Regions from separate parts of the Zea mays genome. Here regions 1 and 2 are each linked to region 3. The links are chromatin contacts, called in public Hi-C maps. All regions are on one chromosome and are shown on one strand. The core of a region is the stretch at or near the end of the contact, and the rest is flanking DNA. Distances in the headings are between cores, read along the strand shown.

Region 1 (3,654 bases), core at 237-2,736, 130 kb before region 3:
TTCTTTTACCGAGAGTTTTTTGCGTGGCACTCGGCAAAGAGTTCTTTGTCAAGTGCCCGAAATAAAACACTCGACAAAGAATATGACACTCGACAAAGAACCAAATTCCGGTAGTGAAGACCGCTTGCAAAATAAGACGTTTTTAGACGTTGTTGTATTACGTCGCTTCAAATAACTTTTTATTTATGCGAATGTTTTTGTGGGTTCTATTGTCCGAAAGTCGGTTGCCCTTTGCAAAAAAATCTGGGTACTCGTAAAGACCGTTTTCGTAGTCGTGACAGTTCTATTGGACGAGCATTTCGCGGATGCGACCTGGATGTATGTACTGCTCAAAACAGCCTGACTTCTCGAAGCAAGTTTATCTATACCATTATACAATCCACTAGTTTAAACTTTACAAAACCCACCTAACCAAATCAATCCCACACCCATAACCTTCACTAAATCCACTAAACAAATTGCACCTAGACTTGACGCACCATCAATACCAACGGGGCAGACCAATGGATAACCCTGTCTCCCTTACTCACTCAAATCCAATTAACAATATTATTTGTATCATCCCTCTACTCCCCCGCGACACCGCCACCCCCATACTACCCTCCCCGCGTCCCCGACGCCACCGTCAACCCCTCCCCTCGTGTCGCTGCCGCCACCGTCGACTTCTTCCCTCTATGGCAGGGCAAATCTAGAAGGGTTTATTGAGGTCAGCCGACCCCGACAAATTTTATAAATCGTTTGGCAGAACACTGTTAAAGTATATAAAATTTTACATAATATAACAAAGTTGCTTTTGATGACCCTGATAATGTTTTCGGCTAGGTTTGTCACTAGACCGTAGGACGTAGCGTTAGGATAGGCTATAGGCTAGTTATTATAAACCAGAACAACCTTATGTCAGATAACACAATTATGTTGAGGCACATAGTCACCAGAGCAGCAGTAGCAGCCATATTGTCTGAGCAAGAAGATGATATGGTGACAAGAGCGCAGCGAGATCGTAGCGACTGGAGCTGCAGAAGCAGAAGACGATTGACAAGTATGGCAATGCCAACTCGCCAAGGAATTAGGAAAAGAAAACTAAACAACCGGGGGTGTTATGTTACTGTTACTGTCAGTTTCACAGAGTGGCGAGTTGGCAGAGGTAGGCAGCAGACGGACATGCAGGCATGGGGAAGAAGAGTTGTGTGCGGCGCGCGGTGGCGGCACTAGCACTAGCACTAGTGGTGCAGGCTGACACGCGGGGACAGCTGCAAGCATCTCGACCGAACCATCCATCTCTCTAGAACACCCGGAGAAGAAGAGGACAGCCAGTCACCGCTTCAGTGCGCGCGGCGCGTCCCCTTCCCGCCCTTGGCTCCCGCCACGTCGTCGTCGAGACCTCGTCCCCCGTTTGACTGCACCACTCACTCCCCATCGCAGAGGCCAGCGCCTCCTATAAATCCCGTTCCGAATCCACCACGCCGGAAACCCAACCCCAGCTCGCTCCTCTCTCTCTCACTCCAAGTCTCACCATCCACATAGGCCGGCGCGCATACACGTCCCAAGAGCCTCTGCCCCGGCTCGATCAGCTGGCTCCGCCGATCATCGGGCCGGGCCAGAGTCATCAGCTCCTGACAGATTAGTTTCCGCTGCAATGGCGTCGTCCTCCATCTCTGCTCCAGCTCCACCGGCGGCTCCGGCGCCGGGCAGGCCCAAGAAGCAGTCCCAGCTCAACCCCAGCACCGGCAAGACCAGGACCCCGGTCCCCGCGCGGCCAATGCGCGCGGCTCCGACGCCGGCGCGCCACGAGGCGGCCGCCAAGTGGAACCCGCTCCAGCGGCTCGCCGCGGCGGCGCTCGACGCGCTGGAGGAGGGGCTCGTGGCGGGCGTCCTGGAGCGCGCGCACCCGCTGCCACGGACCGCCGACCCGGCCGTCCAGATCGCCGGCAACTACGCGCCCGTCGGGGAGCGCCCGCCCAGCGGCGAGCTCCCGGTGTCCGGCCGCGTCCCGGCGTGCCTCGACGGCGTGTACGTCCGCAACGGCGCCAACCCGCTCCACGCGCCGCGCGCGGGGCACCACCTCTTCGACGGCGACGGCATGCTGCACGCCGTGCGGCTCCGCGGGGGCCGCGCCCAGTCCTACGCGTGCCGGTTCACGGAGACGGCGCGGCTCCGGCAGGAGCGCGCCCTCGGCAGGGCCGTCTTCCCCAAGGCCATCGGCGAGCTGCACGGCCACTCCGGCGTGGCGCGCCTGCTCCTCTTCGGGGCCCGCTCCCTCTGCGGCGTGCTCGACGCGTCGCAGGGGATCGGGGTCGCCAACGCCGGCCTGGTGTACCATAACAACCGCCTCCTCGCCATGTCGGAGGACGACCTCCCGTACCACGTGCGCGTCACCGCCGACGGCGACCTCGAGACCGCCGGGCGCTACGACTTCGGCGGCCAGCTCGACGCCGCAATGATCGCGCACCCCAAGCTGGACCCGGCCACCGGCGAGCTCTTCGCGCTCAGCTACAATGTCGTGTCCAGGCCCTTCCTCAAGTACTTCTACTTCACCGCCGACGGCCGCAAGTCCCCCGACGTCGAGATCCCCGTCGACGCGCCCACCATGATGCACGACTTCGCCGTCACCGAGAACCACGCCATCATCCCCGACCAGCAGATCGTGTTCAAGCTCCAGGAGATGGTGCTGGGCGGCTCCCCCGTGGTGTACGACAGGAACAAGACCGCGCGGTTCGGTGTGCTGCCGAAGCGCGCCACCGACGCGTCGCGGCTGCAGTGGGTGGACGTCCCCGACTGCTTCTGCTTCCACCTCTGGAACGCGTGGGAGGACGAGGCCACGGGCGAGATCGTGGTGATCGGGTCCTGCATGACCCCGGCCGACGCCGTGTTCAACGAGTCCGCCGGCGAGGAGAGCTTCCGCAGCGTGCTGTCGGAGATCCGCCTGGACCCGCGCACCGGCACGTCCTCGCGGCGCGCGGTCCTGAGCGACGCCGACCAGGTGAACCTGGAGGCCGGCATGGTGAACCGGCAGCTGCTGGGCAGGAAGACGCGCTACGCCTACCTCGCCATCGCCGAGCCGTGGCCCAAGGTGTCGGGCTTCGCCAAGGTGGACCTCGAGGCCGGCACCGTGGAGAAGTTCGTCTACGGCGAGGGCCGGTACGGCGGCGAGCCCTGCTTCGTGCCGCGCCCGGACGCCCCGGCCGCGGAGGATGACGGGTACGTGCTGTGCTACGTGCACGACGAGGGCCGCGGCGCGTCGGAAATGCTCGTCGTCAACGCCCGCGACATGCGGGCCGAGGCCGCCGTGAAGCTGCCGAGCCGCGTCCCGTACGGGTTGCACGGCACGTTCATCGCCGGCAAGGAGCTGCAGCGGCAGGCCTAGCGCCGCCTCGTCGATCACGAACTCGACCACCTCACGTACATACACAACAGAGACTACAGTAGCTAGCTGATAGTGACGTGGCAACTCCATTATTTACAGCTAGTGTTGCGTAGTACAGTAATTTGTTCATTATTAGAGAAGTAGAGGGCCGTGTGGGACTGATTTTTGGGTACATAACTACACGTCTTTCTTTATTTCTGTATGTATATGTATACATAAAAACCGTATATGTATCCCGCACATATGTATATTTGCATGCATATTATACATGTAAGATGTGTTTGGTTTAA
Region 2 (3,793 bases), core at 480-2,979, 160 kb before region 3:
CACGGTGGCAAGCGCGGGTGTCGTGCACCTCGTCGAGATGATCAAACGCGCGAAAGAGCAAGTAGCTGACCAGCTCGTCGTCAACAAGGAGAAGGAGAAGGAGATCAAGGAGGAGGAGAATATAAGCAGCAGCAAGAGCAAGAGCAAGAGCAGCAACAACCAGCAGCTGCGAGGGTTTGATGGGCGATACGGCATGTTCAGCGTGTCATCCTGGAGGAACATCGGGTTCGAGGACGTCGATTTCGGGAGCGGGCAGCCGGCAAGGGTGATGTGCCACGTGCCAGGGGTGCCACCCATCCCGGGCTGCATCGCGTGCCTGCGTTGCGAGGGGAGAGACGGAGTCAACGTGCTGTCGTGCTGTGTCAAGGAGGAGCATGCCGACGCCTTCCTCGCAGAGATAGCAAAGCTGGGGTGATCCATGCATGCATGATTATTCCATGCGCGAGAGCGTCAAGAATATGCATCCATGTGGTCTTCACATGCATGCTGCAGACATACGTTATTATATATATATATTCTCCATCGGAATATATAATGCGAACATAATATAATGTATCAACTCCCTTACATGAAATAATGAAATAAAATATGCCCTGCCTTATCGGTATGGCAGGCTTCGTTGTAGTTGTTTAATTTTATGCATGTGCCCTTCGGTATAGCTACCTTTCAGCTATGGCTAGAGTACCTTTTTTCCACTTCATTTTTCCACTTCAAAATATTTGAGATTTCATAACGAAACCTGGAAAGTGAAATACTACAAAAATGACTGTCCAACGCCTCTTCACTGGACGACAGGAACCCAATTACATACATATATTTTAAACCTTTTTCGCACAAGAGTCCCTTGTTATCATGGGCGAAGGTATATATATATATATATATATATATATATATATATATATATATATATATATATATATATATATATATATATATATATATATATATATATATAGTGAGTTTAGAGCATCTAAAACAATACCTCAAACTAGTGTCTCAAGTTGAAATATAATGTTCTGCACAGAAAAACTACTTTTCAACAATGCCTCATTTATAATTTTTTTTGTCAAAAACATATATGACACACTTTCAAGTGCCTCAAATATACTACATCATAGTGAGCTGCCCTATAATCTAGATTTAAGGTTTTTACTGTTAGAGTGGAATATTTTGTTGGTGCCCTAAATTATATAAAATTTACTTATTTTTAAAATATAGGACATTTTTATAGGACATGTTGTTGAGATGCTCAGACGCGCCCATAAAAAAAATACAAAACTAGTTATAATAAACACATTTTTACTTTATATGCACCCCCATCAAACGATGTCTATGCAACTTCACCAAAAAAAATGACATGAATTAAAGAGGGATCAAACTTATGATAACTTGTTTTGAGACTCTTAGTCTATCTATTACTCCCTACGTTCTTTTTTATTTATCGCGTTTTAAGTTAAAAATGAACTAGCAGTTTAGAACGGAGGTAGTACAAATTTAGACATAAAATATAGTCTACAGTCTATTCTGATCATATGTTAGATAGGACAAAACAGGCCACTGCATTAGGTACATGGCTAGTGACCCGAGCAACACCACCGAATCTTCCTTTTATCGAAATGGAAAATGGGCCAACACTGGTAAATGGCCCAAGTAATCTTTTCCCGAGCAAAGGTAAAGCCCGCGAGAGCCCAGCCACATGTAGCATCCCAATGCCCCGCCGAAACATCCGTTCAACTGTTGACCCATCATACGGAGTAGAACCGGACAGGATGGCCGCCGCTCGCGCACGGGTGCTGCGCGAGCTGCCGGCAAGGTGCTGGACGAAATGCCTCCGCCGCGCTTCCCCTTTCCCCTCCACCTCGCCCGCCGCCTCCTCGCTCTCCAGCCTCAGCCGTGCTTCCACGTCTCCCTTTCCGCTCGCCTCTCGCTCCCGGCGCCTTCTACACTCGCTGCCCTCGGCGGCGGTGCGCGTGCGCGTGCGCGCGCAGCTGCAGACGCGCTTCTTGGCGAGCGAAGCCGCGCGGGGCGGTGTCGGCGGGCGCGGGCCAGCAGCGGACAGCGAGGAGGAGGCGCAGGAGTGGGCGGTGGAGTGGGAGGACAGCGAGGACGACGGCTACGAGCCCGAGGTAGCGACGTCCGGTTCGGCGACCCTGGCCTGGCCGCCTGGTCCTCCATCCTCCTTGCGGCTTGCGAAGTGCGTTTCTGATCACCAGCGCTTTTCTCCAGATCGGCGACGGCGGGGACGGCGGCGGGGTCGCGCTGCGGGGCGTCGGTTGGGGCGAGCGTGCCCTCGTGGCGGCCGAGGAGGTTCTCGCCGGCCATTTTGGGGATGACATCGCAATGTTCGCCTTCAAGGTGTCGCCCAAGGGATACGTCTACGTGCGCCTCGACAAGCTGACCGACGTGTGAGTAACGTTTTCCTTTCTTGGTCTTGGTCTAGTTTGTTCATGGTGGTTGTTAGCGTCACAGAAGCTTCTAGATAGATAGCAGGGAAGAGAGAAAGCAACAGAGATTGGAGACTTGGAGAAGAAGAAGATAGGCAACACGACAGTTGTATTGTTATTCTATTCATATCCCCCAACAAGAGTAAGCCACTGAACATATATATGTGTGACTCGCTAATGGACCACTACAAAACGAGTTACACAACCCACTGCGGCCCAATCACATACGAATACGGCTTCCTTATCCTCCGAGCGGGCGACTGCGACATTGCCTGTCTTGTTGTTGCTGAATCCTCCGCTTCCTTTATGTGATCCTCGCCACCTATCCATTCCCCACGTGCAGATGTGCTGACATTCCCCACCGCTTGAAATACGGCTTGCCCCCAAGCCGTAGATAGTGTAGACAATAATAGTGTAGACAAGTATGAAGGGCTGGTGGTAAAGTACCAAATTTCCAGAGTGTAAGACCAGATTTTAGATTCTCGTTCAACCATAAATGGTATGTATCCCTGATGCTTGTCTTCCTCCAAACTGCCAGATCAATTATATTCGTACCATATGCCCAATCACATTCATCTGGGTCAAGTCTCTGAGCTATCATGGTATGTGAGAAGTTGAAATATGTCCTGAAACGCTTACACATCACCCAGTTGTCTTCCCTTCTGCATGTTTCCACAGCTCCATTTACCTTCCCTTCAAGATTGATAGCGCAAAGGGGAGACAAGTCAGCCACTGATGTTTTCGTATCTGTAATAACAGGGAAGACTACTTTCTCAGGCACTGAGGAAGATCGAACAGTTGAGCTCACAACAACTGAAGCGGCAAGAATGTTATCACTGGCTAGAATGTAATGTTGTAAGGAATTATCAGAGAGCAAAAATAACAGTTCTGGTGGCAGTAACTGGTTCCGTGCATGGGCATTTGAGGAGTATTCATCAGTAAGGCGCGAAGACAAGCAATGGATTCCTTTGGAAATAGCAGTTGCAGCATAATGTTTATACATCAGTAAAGTAGCACCATCTTCACCATTATCTGAACTGGAAAATTCAGCTGCAAGTTCAAAGAATTCAGAGAAATAATCATACTTGTCCTCCTTTTGCATCTTCTCAGCCATATTCCCCGAACTAACAGCCAACCACTTCAGTCCTTGCGGCTCTCCAATTTCCTTTCCCAGAAAAACGTCCCAACCAAGCTTCAGCTGTGGAATATAAAATGGGGTCACTAAAAATAGTGGCTGCCAAATACCCTTGAACCAGGCACAGTCTCTGCAGTTGTAATGCATGCCGCTGCACACATCATAAGGCAACCAGAATGTCCAAACAGGTGGTGGCCAAGGCGGAAGCCGGACT
Region 3 (3,440 bases), core at 363-2,862:
CTCTCTGCCATTTGTCTCAATCTCGTTACCACTGAGTTCTAACAATATATATGCTTGTCCACCGGCCCGTTTTGTTTCGTCCATACATGCATTACTATATATCGGATGCATATGATCGTATGCGTTCCTGTGGCGTAGTTAAATTAAATATATAGTAGTAGTATTGGCTTTGTGCGTACATATATAATGCATATGTGATGCACAAGAATAATGTCAAAGCTAGCAGTGCATGCATAGCGTATGTCATTCGCCGTACCTGCGCTAAACTCCGGGCGATCCCCCCTCCCAAAAGGTAGCCATTTCCGATGTCTGTTCTGGCCGGGCTGGGAACGTACGTGCTACACTGCTGGTTGAGCATGCAGCAGTCGACGTGGACTACGTACCACTGATGCAATGCAAATATATATGCAGTTGCTGTACATGTCGATCGATCCGACGACTAGCTCTCGGCAGTACCTAGCATAGCGGTAGAGTATACACTATCTATGCATGCACAGCAGCATGCAGCAGAGACCGTACGTAGTACCGACTTCGATTCATCTGGACGGACTGGAGACCACAACGTCCACGTACATCCATCCATGTCACTGCTTACGTGTACGACGTGGGAGCAAAACCGTGTGCCGCCGCCACCCTCCGCCGTCGAGCTACATAATCTATTTACAAAAAATAAAATTAATCAGCGTACGTACGGCTGCCATCCATCGGACTCACTCAGCCACACACACGACACGAAGCGAGCGTACGTACGGTCACACATGAATACAAATGCATGGATCCTGTGGCCTACATTGATTTATTATTGATATATCTTGTGAACGACGTACGACCGCGACCGACCTAGCTGTATCTGTATGTACAGCCAGCTAGCCATGCATGCATATGCATGGGCAACGTACGCGCGCAAACGGTGCAACAAGAGAGATCTCCGATAATTCCGTGTATATAGAGTTTGGAGAGACGATGGATGTAGATGTGCATATCCATCCATGCTGTGCTTTGCCAATAAACCGCGCGCGACTTGGAACAGTACGTAGGTCGATATTGTGTGTTCCCACGCACTAAAGATCTATGCCTCTTAATCTATTTTTGTATGTGTTATGGACATGCACACGGGTGTGTGTGGTATGCGTTCGTGGCGTCCTTGTACCCTGATAAAAAAAAACTTGATGATGCCAAGCTCATCACTGGATAAAGATCCCTGAACTTTACCCATACAAAGATGAAAATTGACACAACTGAATGACGATGTGGGGTGGGGGATTGACCAAAAAAAATATCTACGTGCTTTTCGAAGGGAAAAAAATATCGCTGACTGATCGTACATAATTGTCCATGCGATCTGTTTCAAATTTTATCCTTTTTATTTAATTTTAAATAAAAAAAGATTCTAACCCCTACAATCCCTTGGGAACCAGCTCTGATGGTGATCCCCTGGCTTGCAGCATATGGGGGTGGGGAGCAAGAAAAGGAAATGGGTTTAGTTGGGCCACACTGGGCTTGGTTGGTAGGCATATCGGGGAACTTTGATTTGATTCGCATGACAAGGACCTGTTTCCTTTACGAGCTGGTAATAGGACAAGACAACGGGGATCCGCCTGGGAACTGCCGAGCCCGGACGCATCCAATCCAACCGCTGCGCTCCACATTGCCATGCCGGGACCCACAGCAACGGCCCCTTTGTCCCTCTGTAACTGGTTCGCAGTTTCCGCACCCAGCACCCGTCCCGTGGACACTCCACTGCATCCACCACACCACCAGATCTGCCGTCCGCGCAGAGGACGAGAGGAATACTTCATCGCGATGGGGGCGGTGGTGACGGCGGTGATCGCGATCGCCGCGGTGGTGCTCGGCTGGATCACCATCGAGATGGCATGCAAGCCCTGCCTCGAGACCGGCCGACGCGCCATGGACCGCGCGCTCGACCCCAACCACGACCCGGACTCCCCCACCAACGCCGGCGGCGCCTCCGCCAACGAGCCGCTCCTCGCCGACCTCTCCGCCTCCACCGCGCCACCCGCAAAGGCCATCTGAATCTCGTCATCTCCCAGAGCGAGCCAGAGGCGGACCACCCTTTTCCCCTCGCGTTGTAATATTGCTTCTTTCTATGTCATTTTGTGTTTATGAGTTTGCTATTAATATTAATGGTGTTTTGGTTATGAAACGACCACTGCTAGCAATATATAAACTACTTATTCAGACTTCCATATTTACAAGTGACGTTGCAACCTAGATTCTGGTGGGGATCCTATCTTTTTTTCTACACTAAATGCACACACAAAACTGTTAATTTTTGGGACAGATTTTTGGCCGGCTTAGAGAGAAAGAGATGTACAGATTGGTACCTATGCCACTATTCCTCTTCCTCCTCCATCGGCGTCTCGTTGCTACCTTCCACAGCATCCTCCTCCATGGCATTGCCATTATCGTGCTCATCAGCTGGAAGGTCGGAGTCGACCTCCGTCTGCTCCTCATCTTCCTCATCCACGTTCCCATACGCCTGAGAGCTCACCACATGGCCTTGCAAGTCCTTGTGCTTCAAATTGCCTGTCACAGTTCAGAATCCACAAAGCGGACGGAGGGGCATTAGAGCAGGAAGTAGGCACAGCTCCGTGTGCTTGTATGGTAGCTTACGAAACCACTCAGGTCTAGGTTGACATGCCAACTTGCAGTTTGTGCATGACTATTACGCACGGTGCTGAAGAAACCATGGATGAGATTGCATAATAATTTACCCATCTGAAATTCCTTCTCGGCGGAGCAGCTGTGTAGCAGCGCCTTGACCTGGAACAAGAACCGCTCCATGGATCTCTTTGCAGGAGGTACTTTGCTTGTGATCATTGTCCGCTTGTTACCCTGCACAAGATCGCAGGCGCACTGCCGTAAGCACGGGGCACAATGCTCATGGTATCAACGCTGTACACAGAATCATCGGCTGTACCTTAGCATCTGAACATATGGATTGGATTATTCTTGTTCCTTTCTGGAGTTGTTTTAGCTGTATCAGCATAATTTCATCAGCGACACTGACCAGCCATTGTAATTCATCAGTGATACCAAAAGGAACATGACTAACCCTTACCATTTTAACTATGGTGTCATTATGTTGCTCGAAATGTCTCTCTAGAAAGTTGAAGGCTGCAAAAGGCAAATAGTAAATTGAATGTTTTATTTTGTCAAAGGTCAAGACCCAAGATACACCAAAATTGGTGTTACCAACTGAATGTTGAAAGGTTAAAGGCTTGTATACATAATGAACTTATAGAACCTCAATTCTTCACCTTTCAGAAATGTGTCAATAAATTTCCCCCCATGTTTAACTGCCATTGCATGCATAGAAACCTATAATTAAAGAGTAGTGTAAGTAGTGTCTCCTTCATCCAGAAGCTCAGTACTTAAACAACCGCACAAGGTACTGTTTGCGGGATTTGAGTTTGAGA

What was found. A called contact is a pair of places that touch in the nucleus more often than the background predicts.
Region 1: a contact with region 3 is called in a Hi-C map of leaf, with 4 times the contacts expected there. The contact joins the promoter of LOC103648268 here to the promoter of LOC100381352 in region 3. A contact is called at or near these places in 3 of 25 Hi-C or Micro-C datasets (all in leaf) and 1 of 3 datasets of contacts at active chromatin or transcription factors (leaf).
Region 2: a Hi-C map of leaf shows a contact between it and region 3, with 8 times the contacts expected there. The contact joins the promoter of LOC100276934 here to the promoter of LOC100381352 in region 3. A contact is called at or near these places in 5 of 25 Hi-C or Micro-C datasets (bundle sheath, ear, leaf and 1 more) and 1 of 3 datasets of contacts at active chromatin or transcription factors (leaf).

Annotation. Positions count from the first base shown.
Region 1 is chr2:240,793,998-240,797,651 of Zm-B73-REFERENCE-NAM-5.0, forward strand. It overlaps LOC103648268 (9-cis-epoxycarotenoid dioxygenase NCED4, chloroplastic), which reads left to right and starts at 1,487. Exons shown (of 1, transcript XM_008672757.4): 1 at 1,487-3,640. The coding sequence starts at 1,637. The coding sequence ends at 3,364.
Region 2 is chr2:240,759,607-240,763,399 of Zm-B73-REFERENCE-NAM-5.0, forward strand. LOC100276934 reads left to right here and starts at 1,730. Exons shown (of 4, transcript NM_001150626.2): 1 at 1,730-2,126; 2 at 2,227-2,405. The coding sequence starts at 1,770.
Region 3 is chr2:240,923,626-240,927,065 of Zm-B73-REFERENCE-NAM-5.0, forward strand. It overlaps LOC100381352, which reads left to right and starts at 1,613. Exons shown (of 1, transcript XM_008672760.4): 1 at 1,613-2,209. The coding sequence starts at 1,654. The coding sequence ends at 2,034. LOC103648272 (Fanconi anemia group D2 protein homolog) reads right to left here. Exons shown (of 31, transcript XM_020548742.3): 26 at 3,282-3,342; 27 at 3,083-3,138; 28 at 2,942-2,998; 29 at 2,736-2,856; 30 at 2,346-2,547; 31 at 140-656. The coding sequence ends at 2,354.